Linked DNA regions of Monodelphis domestica: region 2 is linked to region 1. A link is a contact called in public Hi-C data. All regions are on one chromosome and are shown on one strand. Each heading gives the region's core, a stretch centred on a gene start, on an enhancer-like site or on the middle of the called end of the contact. The rest is flanking DNA. Distances are from core to core; before and after follow the strand shown. Region 1 overlaps LOC103099221 (a long non-coding RNA gene). Region 2 holds the start of IRF2BP2 (interferon regulatory factor 2 binding protein 2).

Evidence for each region. A called contact is a pair of places that touch in the nucleus more often than the background predicts.
Region 2: a contact with region 1 is called in a Hi-C map of limb, with 5 times the contacts expected there. The contact joins the promoter of IRF2BP2 here to the enhancer-like site in region 1. A contact is called at or near these places in 2 of 2 Hi-C or Micro-C datasets (limb and spleen and liver).

The regions. Positions count from the first base shown.
Region 1 is chr2:154,710,464-154,717,965 of mMonDom1.pri, reverse strand. LOC103099221 (a long non-coding RNA gene) reads left to right here. Exons shown (of 2, transcript XR_461838.3): 2 at 866-1,059. Among named protein-coding and RNA genes, the nearest start is that of IRF2BP2, 160 kb to the left of the region's middle. Within about 2 kb of position 3,050, at least 1 of the 2 cell types and tissues checked has open chromatin away from gene starts, as enhancers often do. A contact at or near this core is called in limb, where this site is marked.
Region 2 is chr2:154,877,792-154,884,520 of mMonDom1.pri, reverse strand. It overlaps IRF2BP2 (interferon regulatory factor 2 binding protein 2), which reads right to left and starts at 5,366. Exons shown (of 2, transcript XM_001378637.5): 1 at 4,159-5,366; 2 at 2,396-3,500. The coding sequence starts at 5,287. The coding sequence ends at 2,791.

The DNA of each region.
Region 1 (7,502 bases), core at 1,801-4,300:
TGGATCCCTCCAAGCTAAGAGTGACAGGAAAGGAACCTTCCTTCCCCTAGAGAAAAGTTAGGGGTTAAATCTGCCTATGGGTAGTGTCAGGGGAGACAATGAAAGGAAACCACATTCTCCATGAATGAGGGGAGAGAAGCAGGGCAGAAGGCATTTTCCCTACTTGACATAAATAAGGTCCTCAATATGTTTAAAATTATTTAACATATCTTTGAAAAGGAGCTTGGCTTGCCAACAGACAGACAGACCGTGCATGGAGAAAAAGCTTCTCCCTAGCTTCCTTCTCTGCTTCAACCCCAGAGATGGTAGGCAGGGAGTTTTGGGGGTCTTTGTTTAGTTCTTCATTAACGATTCATAAAATTCCAGATCCCTGCACAATAAGTACAGTCCTCTGAATGTTATTAGAAAATCCTATTTCTAGTCTGTTATGAAACAGAAGTTTTGATGTGCAGCCAGATTTATGTGGAACTCTGGAAACGGAACACTTGGTGCTCTGTAAAGCCTGCGACCGAGCGGGTGTTACATAAAAAGCTTTCCTAGCAACTCAGGTTTATCACAAAATGAGAGGCAGCCATGGAAAAAAAAAATCAAACGAGTTAATGCAAAAACAGGAGCCAAACCACTATCCCCATTTGCTCCAAGGCTGACAAATATGGAGGACCAATTTTTAACCCCTGCTAGGAAGGGAGATAGAATGACAAGCATTTCTGTCCCTTCTGCAGGTAGAGACCAATGAATGGCATTGTGGAATTGTCTGGCTCACCAACAGGGACATGAAGACAAAGCAACTAATTTTTTTTTTTTTGTTCCTGAACTAATTGCTTATTGAGATGCACATAAACACATCTTCTTTCCTCTTCCTCAGGCCTCACCCAGTTATTCTGGGTACAGCAATGATAAAAGAAAGTAAGGTCACGTCATCAAATCTCTGCCAAGTGAAACACATCTAATGGCGAGACGGCATGTCTGAAGCAAATGGATAAAAATCTCATTTCCAAGCTATTGGATCCAAAATTATGTAGATTAAAATCAAATCCTTTTTGGTTGTTGTTGTTGGGATTTTGTGAGTTTTGTGAGTTTCTTAGAGGCATTCATCTAGTGACTTTTTTTTTTTAATCCCTAAGGTTGGGGGATTTAAATCCTAGAAAAGGAAGGAACCTCCCAAAATTGTTTTGAAGTTATAATTAAGGATCAGCAAACTATTGTTATTTTTAGTAAAAATGTCAGTCAGTGCACATCAGAGAAAGCCATAGAGGAAAAGAAAAAAAGGTTTTCCCTGGCAAGAAATTGATGGCGTTTTTGAGTAAGAGGATGAGATGGGTGAAGGGGAATCTGGGTGAGGAAGACCTGGAAGTTGAGAGGAATTAGACCTTTGCAGAGAAGAGGAAATCCCCTTAGTAAAAGGCCCCGGTTATCCTTGGTGACCCAAATCTTCCATACAACAACCCCATTCCGTATACCTTTGTCAGGTTTCAGTTCTGAGTCCATTATTTTGACTCCCAAAAGAAAGGGCACAATTTACTTTGAGAGGGAGAAGGATGATTAAAAAAAACAAAAACACCCTGCTTTTTTGATGAGCACACTTTTCTTGCACAAAGGTCAGTCCCCGATTCAGAGATCTGACGGAGATAAGAGTTGACCTTGAAGGTCTCTTGAGGGATTCACAGATACCTACTCCTTGCTAAATTGGTGTTCTGGAAGAGAAAAGGCAGGGGGAGGGGAGCAAGTTCCTTATTTGTGCTCAAAAACAATGGACCCTAGTCGGCTTCTGAGCCAGGATCAGAATGTGTGCTCCTGCTTTGTCATGGTAGGCAAGCAAAAAACCATGTAAAAATCTGGAAAAGGGGCTTGTACGGAGCTACCTTATTTCTAATTTAATTAAAACCGAAAGGAAAATAAAAAGGAGGTGGGTGGCGCAACCAACCAAGACCAGGGGAGTGTGGGCTGAGTCACTCTTAAAGTAAATCTTATTACACCTATATAATAAAAGAAGGGGGGGGGGGGAATCCCCTGCAGAACGTTTCACCCAAGAATCCCCTCCTGCCCCACAGGCAGGTGGAAGGAGACCGCTTCCAGAAGGACCCCGTGTGCCGGCAAGCATCTGTCCACTCCGCTCCAGCCAGCACGGTCATAATGAGCCAATTTCAAATGAAATGAGATCAATACTATTCATTTTTCCTCTAGCCGGTTCCCAAGTGATTCATGAATCTGAAAACTAGTTCATGAATCAGAGCAGGGTGGGGTGGCGAGGACTGGAGGCGGGGGCTGGGGAATATGTGTGTGCAGTCACAAACCTGGATTTCTTTTCATGAACACAGCCATTAGTTGCATAACGCTGGGGCTGCCTGATAGTTTAAACCAGTCTTTTAGGAAGTGGAAGCGTTTGTTCCACAGAGGACTTCTTTGACTAGCCTCCTTCTAGAATGGACAAGAGTGACGCCGCCATATATGGACAGTTCCCTTAGCCCCTGGGTGTTTGCACAGCAGTGCGCGCTTCGGAGAATGCATGGGCACGCATGCATGCGTGTATGTGTGTAAGCGTTCGTGTTTCTAGGATGGTCTCTGCGTGTGACACACACAAGGAGTGGAACTGGCCACGGGCCCTTTAAATGCGAGCTGGGGCCAAGCCCATTTCTCTGTGGAGCTTCGTAAGGAAGCACATGATGAGGGCAGTTGGAAACCACAGCCCTGTAAGTGCTGATTACAGCCTACTAAGGAAAATGAGATTTTTATCTCGCAGGAATTCAGTTATAAAAATAAAATACAGCGTCTGGCTTGATTCAGCTAAACGTACTTGCATCAGGGTGTTTTTAATTTAACCGAGAAGCCGGGCAGTAAGAATGACCTAAAACACAGCGTTGAAAGAAAGCAGGGGGAGAAAGGGAGGGAAGGGAGGAAGGAAGGAGAGAGGTTATGAGGGAGGGAGAGGAGGGAGGGAGGTGGAAAAAGAGAGAGAAGAGAGAGAGGGGGGAAAATCACCCTCTTGGCAAATGAATGCAGCAGGGATGATGTCATTGGAACAGTTGGGGGAGAAAAGAGAAAAACAACTCCGCTGTACTAATCCTGTTTGCTGCCCTAAAGGGAATGGAAGGCAGCCAAGGCAGGGAGTTCTGGGAAACCATATAAGGGTGCCAAACAAGCTTTGCCGCCAACATTAGGAACTGACATCTTTGTTCTTTGTAACTTGGCTGCCTGCCAGAGGCCTCATTTCAGCTCTGCGGCATGATTACACTGGACATCTGCCAGCTGAGCTCTGTGAGCTCCTTTTCTTCTCTCCAAGCTTTTTTTTTTCTCCTCCTCTTTCTTTTTGCCAAACATGCAGCAGTTACCATGGCAGTCGAAAGTAAAGTTAAAAAAAAAAACCAACAAAGCAGAGAGGCACGCCTTTATCCAGATGTGCCACATGTGGAGATATAAAAAGCAGCTAACCTATTAATCAGGCATTTCATAAAAGAGAGAGAGAGAAAGACAGACAGACAGACAGAGAGAAACAGACAGAGAGAGAGAAAGAGAGAGAAAGTGAGAGAGAGAGAGAGAGAACTAGAGCACTCAAGCAATAGCACTAAAGCTGGGAAAGGTGACACAAGGATAAACAATAAGCACCCACAACAAAAATGGCCCACTGTACCCCCTGGGAAAAAAAGAAGGAAAGAGAAAAGGGCTTACTCCTCTAGTCTGTTTTTTTTTTCCTTTTTTTTCCCCTCAAGATATTGTAGGGTGCAGAATGGGAAATGCCCTGATTTCTCCTGTGCCCTGTGTCTAAAAAGCTTCAGAAACCCTCATTCTTATGTAGCATTAAATGGAGAAATGATAGGGGGCAGTTGGACAGAAGGAGGGAGGGAGGGTAGCTCAGCTGAACTCTGCTTGCCCAGGTGAAAACATGCCTGCTGACAAGATCCAGCTGATTGGGGAAGGAGGAAGGGATTTATTTTTTTATTTTTTGTTTTTTTGCCTTGGGACTCTAGTGCAGCCAAAAGATAATACTGCAAGTTGCGTGTCCATGCTGTACTGTACAATTAGCCACTATTCAGGATTCTTGCAAGGAGGCGGAGAGGGCTTCATGTTAATTTGTGGGCACTGCGGGGAGCTTGATGGGCAGCTGGATTCCTCTAACAGGAGGGGTATAGCTCGATTGACCTTTGAGGTCTCTTTTCCTGGCCCCCTGCTCCCAAATCCAAGATGCATAGAGTAGTTTCACTTTACAAGGAGACTATGTATGAAAAGTTCATTGCCCAGTGATTTAGAGTCGAGCCTACTATTTTTAATCGGGTTCGTTTTTCACCTGCCTGAAAAGTGGAACATCTCTTGGGAGGTGACAAGCTGTGATCAAAAGAAGGTCTCCAAGCAGATAGAGTTGGCCGGTTTCCTAGGGGAAGGTTACTGAGAAGTAAGGATTAGGTTGCCAGCTTTTCCCCCCACTGCAAAATCTGACACTCCTCAGCAAGGTTCTCAGAGGGGCCAACTCTGAAATTCAGAAGTAGCTCTGAAGGGAGCTGACGACAGATTCGTTGCCTCTTTTCTGGCCCTGAGAAGGGAGGACAGAAGCAGAAGTTGATGCAATGACGTCTGTGGCAGCCTCTTTGGAAAACAGCCTGGCTCATTGTTATCTTTAGAATGGCCACACCTCAAACTCCGATGGAGGCCTACTGTTGTTTCTCCTGAGTAGGCACCATTTTATCCCTTTTCTAGAGGGAGAAACTGAGGAAGAGGTCTGCTTCATCAGAGCGGTGCCATAGCGAATCTGGAGGGTACCTTCAAGATCTTCCCATCCCCACTTTATCGCAAAAGAATACCCAATTTTTTCAGGAAATATTTCCAGCCAGGGACTGTGATCTTAAGCATGTTAAAGCAAACTCATAGAATCAAGAGGACCAAGTTCTACCACTTACAACCTACGTGAGCTTGGACAAATCATTTCATAGCTTTGGGGCTTCACTTTTCTCACGTGTAAAATTATAGAATAGATTTAGATGGCCTCCAAGATGCCTTCCAACTCTAAATCTATGTTCTGCTGATCAACACATATATATATTTATTCTTAAAATCCTTCATTTCCTCCTTAGAATCAATACTGTGGATCACCCTAATGCAAATATTAATAATATAGAAATGGGTCTTGATCAATGACACATGCAAAACCTAGTAGAATTGTGTGTTGGCTGCTGGAGGGGGGGTGGGAGGAGAGGAGGAAAAGAACATGAATCATGTAACCCTGGAAAAATATCCTGAATTAATTAAATAAAAATTTTTAAAAAGAATCAATACTGTGTATTGATTCCAAGGCAGAAGAGAGGTACAGGCTAGGCAATGGGGGTTAGGTGACTTTCCCAGGGTCACACAGCTAGTTAGTGTCTGAGGTCAAATTTGAACCCAGGACTTGGCTCTCAATCCACTAAGCTACCCAGCTGCCCTCTCAACTTACAATTTTTTAAAGAAAGGAAATAACCATAGCTAATAATAGCTAACAATTATACAGTGCTTTAAGGTGTGCATATATTCTCACTTGATGTTTTCTACATTATTAGGTCAATGCTATGATTACCCCAATTTTACACATAAGAAAACTGAGTCTCAGTGAGGTTAAGTGATCTGCCCCCTGTGGTACTGCTAGTAAGTGCCTGAGTCAAAATTTGAACCACTATCATCTTTGAAAACTTCAAAGCTCTTGTGCTGGCATCATTCCACATCAGGTCACAACTCATCCCTACCTTCCATGAGCTGCTGTGGACAAAACACGTATTATTTTGTGGCCAAATTTTGGTTGAAGGAGTTACCGCTACTTAGTTAGGTTGGTCTTCAGATGACAATCCATCGGGAAGTTTGCATTTGAACCCCTTCCTGTTGGACAGTCTCTGCTGCAGCTTGCCCTCCTATGAGGAGGGATCACCTCCATAGCCTCAGGAGACACTGGAGTAGGATTTGGGTGGAAAATTCAGGATTACATGTTCTTAATTTTTATTGAACAGAAATAAGAGTGCTTTTAATTAGACTTTACCAGAAAGCCTATCATTTGTCAGATCATCTATAAACCCCATATATGTGGTTGGGAAAATATGGTCACTGGAAGAGCCATGGATCTCACAGGGTTAAAAGGTAAGGGTGAATTGGAGGACAGGGAGGTGGGGTTGTTGTCCTTTTTCTTTCAGCAGGGGGTGGCTCAAAACCACTTACAAATGCAGCCTTCACCCCAGTGCCAAAAACAACATTCTGGAAACCGCCAAGACAACCACCTGAAGCGAGGGAGGGTTATTAACCTTGGAGCTACTGCCCCATTCAAGGTCTGGAAAAAAAATCACATCCCTGCCCTGTGAACCAACACTGGGTAAAGAAAAAAAATGCTTACTTGCAACTTTCTAAAAGTGAAATTGGGGCAAATGTCTCTGCTTCTACGGTGGGACATCTCAGTTCCAACATCTCCATGGGAAGTGGGGCTGGGAAACTGAGCCCCTACCTCCCCAAGCCACTTTCCATCAGAACAAGTGATCCACCAGCCCAACACCTCTCACTTCCAATGAAAATAGGCTTCCTATTCATTCCCTGGACAGCTTGGTCCCCAAGACTGGCTTTCCTTGAGTTTCAGAAAGGAGGGAAGCCCAAATGCCCTGGTTTTTTGCTTTTAGAAATGACTGCTGTAGTCTACAAAAGAAAGAGAATATGCAGAGGGAGAACCTCGACCAGGGAGAAGTGGGAGAGGATGGAGAGGTTACCAGGAATCTTGTACCAGCCAGGTGAGTGCATGGGGGTGAGCAAATTGATTTTCCTGCAATGACTCCTGAAAGATGTAAAGCTCTCATAGATATGGAGTGGTAAGGGACCCCCAAAGTCATCTAATTCAACTGCCTCCCCCCATCTTTTTACACATAGGAAACTGAGGCCATGTAATGTTAAGTGACTTGCCTTGGGTGACACTTAGGACATCAGACAGACAAAAAAAGCATCTAATAAGAGTTCACTATGTTCCAGGCACTGTGTTAAGTGCTGTGGTTAAACAAATACAAGCAAAAAAAGAGAGATATTACTTACCTGCAAAAGGTTTACATTCTTTTTCTCCCTTTATTTTTTATTTTAATAATAAATTTCCACATCAGCTTTCCAAAATTATATAATTCCTATTGTCTCTCTCCTTCTTCCCTCCCTCTTCCTGGAACTGACAAGTAATTCAATCTGGGTTATACATGTATTATTACACAAAACATATTTCCATATTTTTCATTTTTATAAGTAAATAGCCTTATAGAACTGAAACCCTCAGACATATATTCAAATAAACAAATGATAAATCATATGTTCTCATGTGCATTTCTACTCCAACAGTTCTTTCTCTGGAGGCAATAGCATTCTTTTTCATAAGTCCCTCAGAATTGTTCTGGATCACGGTATTGTTAGTGTCAGTCAATCATATTTGATCATTCCACAATATTGTAGTTACTGTGTATAATGATCTCCTGGTTCTGCTTACTTCACTCTGCATCAGTTCATGGAGGTCTTTCCAGCTCTTTCTG
Region 2 (6,729 bases), core at 4,117-6,616, 160 kb before region 1:
TTTCCTCTAAATGAAAAAAAAAAACCCCAAAACAACCCAACAACAGGCACCTTTCAAAGACTTGCTGGCCAAGGGAAGTTTTGTCATAAAAAGTTGTAAACCATCTATCTTTACAGTCATAAAGTTTAATGTGAAGGACACATAAGAGATGGTACATGTCAAATTCAAGAAATTGCTAATGCAGAAAGAGATAGATACAACATTCCCCCTACCCCTAAATGTTGTTAGCAGTGAAAACATTGCTGAGCTATTAAAATTGGAAATTTGATATTGCCTAGGTATGACAGATCTCTGACATTTTTAATATAACTGTGGAAGTTCCCTCTGCACTGTCATCAGGTACAAAGAGAGGTCAAGCAATGTCCCAACAATCCCTGGGCTTTTTAAGTGCATAAATGAATGCCAGAAAATAACAAAGATATCAATATTGTCCAGCTAAAAGGCTTCCTTGAAATTCTGTACAAATGCTAGTCAGACCTTTTAGCAGGAGATATTTTGGGGCAATAGTCTCCAATGCTCTTCCACTGAAATATCAGCCCAGAGAAAACTTCAGTTATCATTTCCACAGCTGGATAAAGTTTTATCTAAACAGCAAGAGATGGTTTTTCACTTTCTGTAGTTATCTGTATTAAGATTGCAAAACTAGATAGCTATGACACATTGGGTGAATTGACTGCCTAAGTTGTTACATCTGTAAGCCAAAATTCACTTTTTAATAAAGTATCTAGATGTACATTTAAACAACAGACCAACATGGTTCCAAAGAATTCTTTGCAGCTGTGTTTATGTGCATTTAAAATTGCCTATATTTGTGTTTCTGCATTGTGTTTACATAAGAGACTGGTTTGATTGACAGTCAAATATACTCCAGTTTTGTAAAAAGCATAAAAATTACTTAAATTGGTTAATCACTCAAGTCTGTATATATTGCCACAATGATAATATGGATGTAATAGGGTTCTGGACAGGATTAATGTAAGTGTAGCCATTTAAAAACAGTAAGGAAAAAATGCTCTACTTGGTACAGTATCTGATGTTTAAATGTTAACTTGAACCATGGTGTTAAAACAATTTCATCCACTGAAAGCTGTAGAAATGTCAATTAAAAAAAATGAACTGAAGGCAATCAAAGCTGGTAAATTTGTTTTTTCAAATTAAAATAGTTGTTCAGGTATGAAGGTAAACACAAAAACTGCCCAAGTAGATCCTTGAGTTCTTCAAGGGATTTTTTTTCTTATGATCAACTTTGAAACACTAGACCAAAAGAATGTTGAAATACTGTTCCTGACAATATTAAATATAATAGCACACATTCCTCCCCCAACCCCTTCCCCCCAGTTATCAATGTAAGACAACTATTTCTAGTAACTGATTTATTGGTTCTGGGGGGGGGGGGAATCATTAATGATGCAAAATTTTGATCTTATTGAATTTACAAAAAGCATCCAAAATAGTTTTTTAAATGGGGCATGTCATGTAAAATTCATCTTTCATTTTCACTATTTTATTTGATCACTTCAGAACAATATTATTTATTCATTTTGTGTTTCAAACACATGTAAGAAGGAAATTACAGGTTTCCTCCACCCACATTTGGGCTGTCACTGATATGCCCGGAGGCAATTCTGGCAGAACCTCAGTTGCTGCTGTCATTGTACCACACTGTATTTACCACTAACTGGAAATAGGATGTAGATGATAGCATCAATAGCAACAATACTACAGGTAATTGATGATCTCCCCCCCATCCCAATAATTTCAAAGTTCACTACACTACAACTTCTCTTGTTACTTCTCTCAAAGTAAAAAAGAAAAAAAACAAAAACAAGTTTCTAGGGCGTTGTTTGAAAAAATATATTAAGTGGCGCTGGAGAGCTAGGATCTTTTCAAAGATGGCAGTGCCATGCTGTATACACCACAATCAATTATAACTGCCTTCCATCACTGAAATTGTACATTATGTAATCAACTAAAGCATGCAGCTTTGTAACTTACAACTGATCACGTGAACAGTGGTCAAGTTTGCCTTTAAAAACACCCCCCCACACAAAAAAACCCCCAAACCCCAACAACAACAAAAAACACACACACACACACATCACGCAATACAATCCCAGAAATCCCTAACTCAGCAGCGCCTCTCAGACAAGTCATACTATATAGCCCAAGAATTAAACTTTAAGAAGTAGAGAGAAATTAGTAGACTTTGGGTCTACTTTTAAAAAATTACTATACAAGGACAATGTTTTGATGTGAACCCCTTTATAATTTTCTATAGTGACAACCCCACTTAACCATCTTGTCCCTTCCATTTGCTTTCCTTCTCAAACATTCTGCCTCCTTTTTGATTAAAGAAAGGGGCCAGGAATAAGGAATAACAGACAGTAAGGCGATCTTACAATGTCAGAAAATGTATTTGGCTTTTTTTTCTTTTTAAAACAAGTGCATACAAATACAGCTAGAAGCATTTCTGGTTTGCCAAGTGCTCTAAAAAAGCAGCGCAAGTCACAGCCTACATTAAACAGTAACTGTCACCAGGATAATAAAGCACAAAGATCTGCTAATAACGTTAACAAAAGAGGAAAATGCCTCTATAAGTACATACCTTTTGTCGTCAAAAAAAAAAATATAGAAACACAATGTATTCAAAAAAAATCAAAATTATACAGCCATGTTTATGAAGTCTACATTTCCCTTGTCTTGGATATATATATAGAGAGAGAGATATATACACAATTCAAGCAGTTTTAAGATAAGGGTGATCATTGGGTTTTTCTGAAACTGGAAAAGTCACGAGTCTCTTTCTTTTTTCACTTTCACATCTCCAGCAAGAATGGTTGCAATTTCCCCCTGCATAAAGGCCCAAGGGACATTGGAGCCCACCAGAGGGCATTTCTCCCCACTGGGACAATAGACCTCTCCACTAGCTCCCTGCTGTTTGATGCTTTGTCTGGAGCAAGGAAAGCAAAACTTGTGCGAAGGAACCGAAGGGCACTGCACGAAGTGGGTGTCCTCAAGACGCTCATGGCACAGGGTGCAACACAGTGGGGCACTGGCCGTTAGAGAGGAGTCTGGGAGGCTGGCGGGGTGTACTGGTTCCAGTCCCCCCGTGTTGGACCCCTGGTTCCCCACTTCTCTGGGGCCCAGCCTTCTTTGGTTCATAGAGGATGGAGAAGGTGGACTGTTGCTATTCCTCCTAGTAGTGGAGTGAACTTGGTTGGCATCTTTGGAGGCATGATTGCCCCCTGCATTGTCTGCTACTAAGATCAGAGCTGCCATGGGGGACTGGCCATTCTGAGCCGCTTCTGGCGGTGTGGTCCGGTTGGAATGAGGTGAGACAGTGGGTGGTGGAGGAGACACAAATTGTGCAGGAGTCATGGGGATTTTCATCCCTTCTGTTTGGGTTGTTAACCATGGCTGTGCCTCTCCATTGATCTTGGGAGGACCAACTTCACCTTCTGGTTCTGGGGAAGGCTTCCTCTTCCTCGCTGCACGGGCAACTAGGAAAACAAAGAAGTAAAAGGAAAAAAGGGGGGGAGGGATAAATATGCATTTGGAGTGCTCCTTTGAGTCAGGGTTCAGATAAACCCCACCATATAAGATTCTTAGAGAATAACCAAATTGTAGTCAGAACATGCTCTTTTAAAGTGTGCAACAGGAGAACGGAAAAAAGAAAAGAATATAGCCATAAAGGAAATTTACTTATATGAATTAAACTATATTACATAAAATTACACTCCAGAATATGAAATGTGTGCTTCCTTGTATTTTAAACTGTATCTAAGAAACGATCCTCAACACCTACTTGTACACCAGTGTGCATTGTGCATCTGGCTAAATATATGTCTGCTGAACAGGTTAAAAGGTGACTAGGGCCTTCATAACTCCTATCCCAAGAATGTGCTAGGAAAGGAAAACCCTCTGTCAGTGTCTATCACCCCAGTCTGACTCATCTCTGTTATGCTGCTTCAGCACATGAACACGTTGCCACCTAAGCAATGGTTCCGCCTCATGCAGATCAGGAAGTTGAGTGTTTGTTGTTTCTGGGGACTGGGGCAAGGTGGCAAATGGAAAGTGCCCCCCCCCTTCACCCCACTCACTATCCGCCCCCACCCCCACCGAAAAACCTCCCCTGCAAAGCAACAAGGTGCGGCCTACCTGCTTTGGCCCCGTTGGCGCCGTTAGCCTCGAAGCCCAGCATCCTACTAGGGGCCAGGGCCGGCTCCTTCTTGAACTTGCTCTCGAAGGGCCCCGAGTGGCCGTGCTGGTGCAGCGCCAGTAGCGTGTCCCGCACCGTCTTGGGCTTGTTCACCCAGTCTTGTTCCCCCGGCCCCCGACCCTTGCCTCCTCCCTCCCCGCCGAGTTCAGCCGCTCCCGACACCGAAACGGCTGCAGAGGCAGCTGCCAGGCTGTCCGCGGGGCCTCGGTGGGCCGCCTGGGTCTGCTTCTCCTTGGTCGTCTCCCGCGGCTCGTGCTCAGAGCCCGAGCCGCCGCCGCTACCAGATACAGAACCCGGCCGCTTGTGGCCGCCGAGCTCGGCGGGCTGTGCAGGGCCCAGGGCGGCGCCGGCGCCGCCGGAGATGGCGGCAAGCGAGGCGGCGGCGGCCCGGCTGCTGAGACTGAGGGCAGCGGGCAGCGGTGTGGCAGAGCCGTTCATCAGCGGCACCAGGGTGGGCGGCACCGCGTGGCCGCGCCTGGGGTTAGGGCTTTGGCGGTTGAGCTCAGGAGGCTCTTCCAGCTTGGAGAAGCCATTGGGCACCAGGATGCCATTCACTTGCTGCTGCTGCGGCGGGGGCGGCGGCTGTTGCTGCGGCTGCGGGGTCGTAGGCCCTCCCGCAGGCTGGCGGCTAGCTCCATACTCGGAGCCCAGCCTCGGGGGTGCCCGCTCTGCGGAGGAGGCGGCGGCCGCCAGGGGGTACCGTTCCAGGGCCTGCGGGGCCCGCGAGGCCGCCTCGGCTGCGGCGGCAGTGCTATGGCCCAGCTGTTGCTGCTGCTGTTGCTGCTGCAGGAGAATGTCCTTGGTGGAGAGCTGAGGAGGCTTCGAGGCAGCCGCTGCGGCCGAACCGGGCGGGGAGCGTCCCTCTGGGAAGCACCCGTGCGCCCGCTTGAGCTGCCGCGCCGTCTCAATAACAAACTCGACGCGGTCTGCTCCCTCGTAGTTCACGCAGCCTCGGCACACGGGCTCAGTGAAGTCCCAGATCATGGCCCAGGGCATGCGGGGCAGGTCACATAAGTAACACGACTGCCGCCGGGAAGCGGCCGCCACGGCCACAGCGGCGGTCGACATGTCCAAGGAGGAGGAGGCGGAGGTAGTTGTGGTGGTGGTGGTGGTGGTGGTGGAGGAGGCGCCGCCGCCCCCCGCCGGCAACACACGCACCCTCCTCCCCCCCAACCCCGCAACTCCCTGACCAGCGGAGGTGGCGGCAGAGGAGGCTGGGGCTGCAGCAGCAGCCGAGGCAAACCCCGGGAAGCCTTGGCCCCAGCGCAGCGCACCCCGTGCAGAAGGGGCGGGGGACAGGGAAGGAAAGGGTGCAACTGAGACAGCAGCAGGTCCCCTTTGCTGGTGCGGGCCGGCTGGGGGCTGTTGCAAGGCGGCTGGGGTTGCAGCAGCAAGGCCCCCGAGTCCGTGCAAACTGAAGCTGCAGCAGGTCTCCAGACCGGTGCAAACACCGGACGCGCTGGTGCAGGGGAGTGCAGCAGGTCTTCGGGGCCGGTGCTAAGCGAGGAAAAGGGGGTGGGGATGTAAAGGGGGGCGGGGGAAGGGAGGCGGGTGGGTGAAGTGATGCAGCCGCCGAGGGTTAGCTAGCCTGAGTGGCAGTGCATGCCGCACCGAGGTAGCAGAGTCAGCGTGGAGTTACTACGCAGCGCGGCTCCCCAAGTCAGTCGTCCCTCACAACTACAGCTGCTGCTGCCGCCGTCGACTCCACCACCTACTACTTCCCCCAGTCTCTGGCGTCACCGCCCAGCCCCAGCTACCACTGCTACTGCCGCTGCTGCCTCTGCTGCCTCTGCCGCTGTTGCTGTTGCTGTTGCTGCTGTAGCTGCTGTAGCTGCTGTAGCTGCTGAGGCTGCTGAGGCTGCTGAGGCTGCTGCCGCCGCCGCTGCCGCGGCTGCTCCACTTCTACAGACTTGATTCTTCGACAGCCTCCGAAGGCGCCTGCGCGTTAGGGTCCCCCTCCTTTCCTCTCTTGCTGCCTCTCTCTCCCTTTTTCCCCCTCTTTTTTTTCCTCTCTTTCTCCCTCCCTTGTGCTCATTGAACTTCTGCCAAGATAACAAGAGCTGCAAGAAGAACCAGCTCCTTGCTCCGAGTACTGGCTAGTCAGCAGCCGTTGAAGGGGGAGGGAAGCATTTAGGGAGGAGCAGAAAGTCTTTCCAATGTGAATGTGATGCAAATGTTGTTTTTCTTTTCCTTCACTTTCCTCCCTCCCCCCTCCCCTGCCCTACACCCCCTTCACCTTGCTCCCCCTTTACGCTATATTGACTTATCAGCCAGAATATTTTCTGAAGTTCTTTTGGCCCATATCGCGCTTAAAGGGCAATTTCCCCTTCAAAGCCCCCCAAAGGGATGCGACTTTGTGTGGCGTCTGTTAATCACATCAAAGTGCCGTTTTGTTTATGTTTTGCACGGTTTGCAGGATCACATTTTAAACCTAGGAATATTTGAACTGTAGGTTCAAAGCCTCAAAGAAGGTTGAATTATAAATAAAGATGCTACATTCCTAGTTGCAT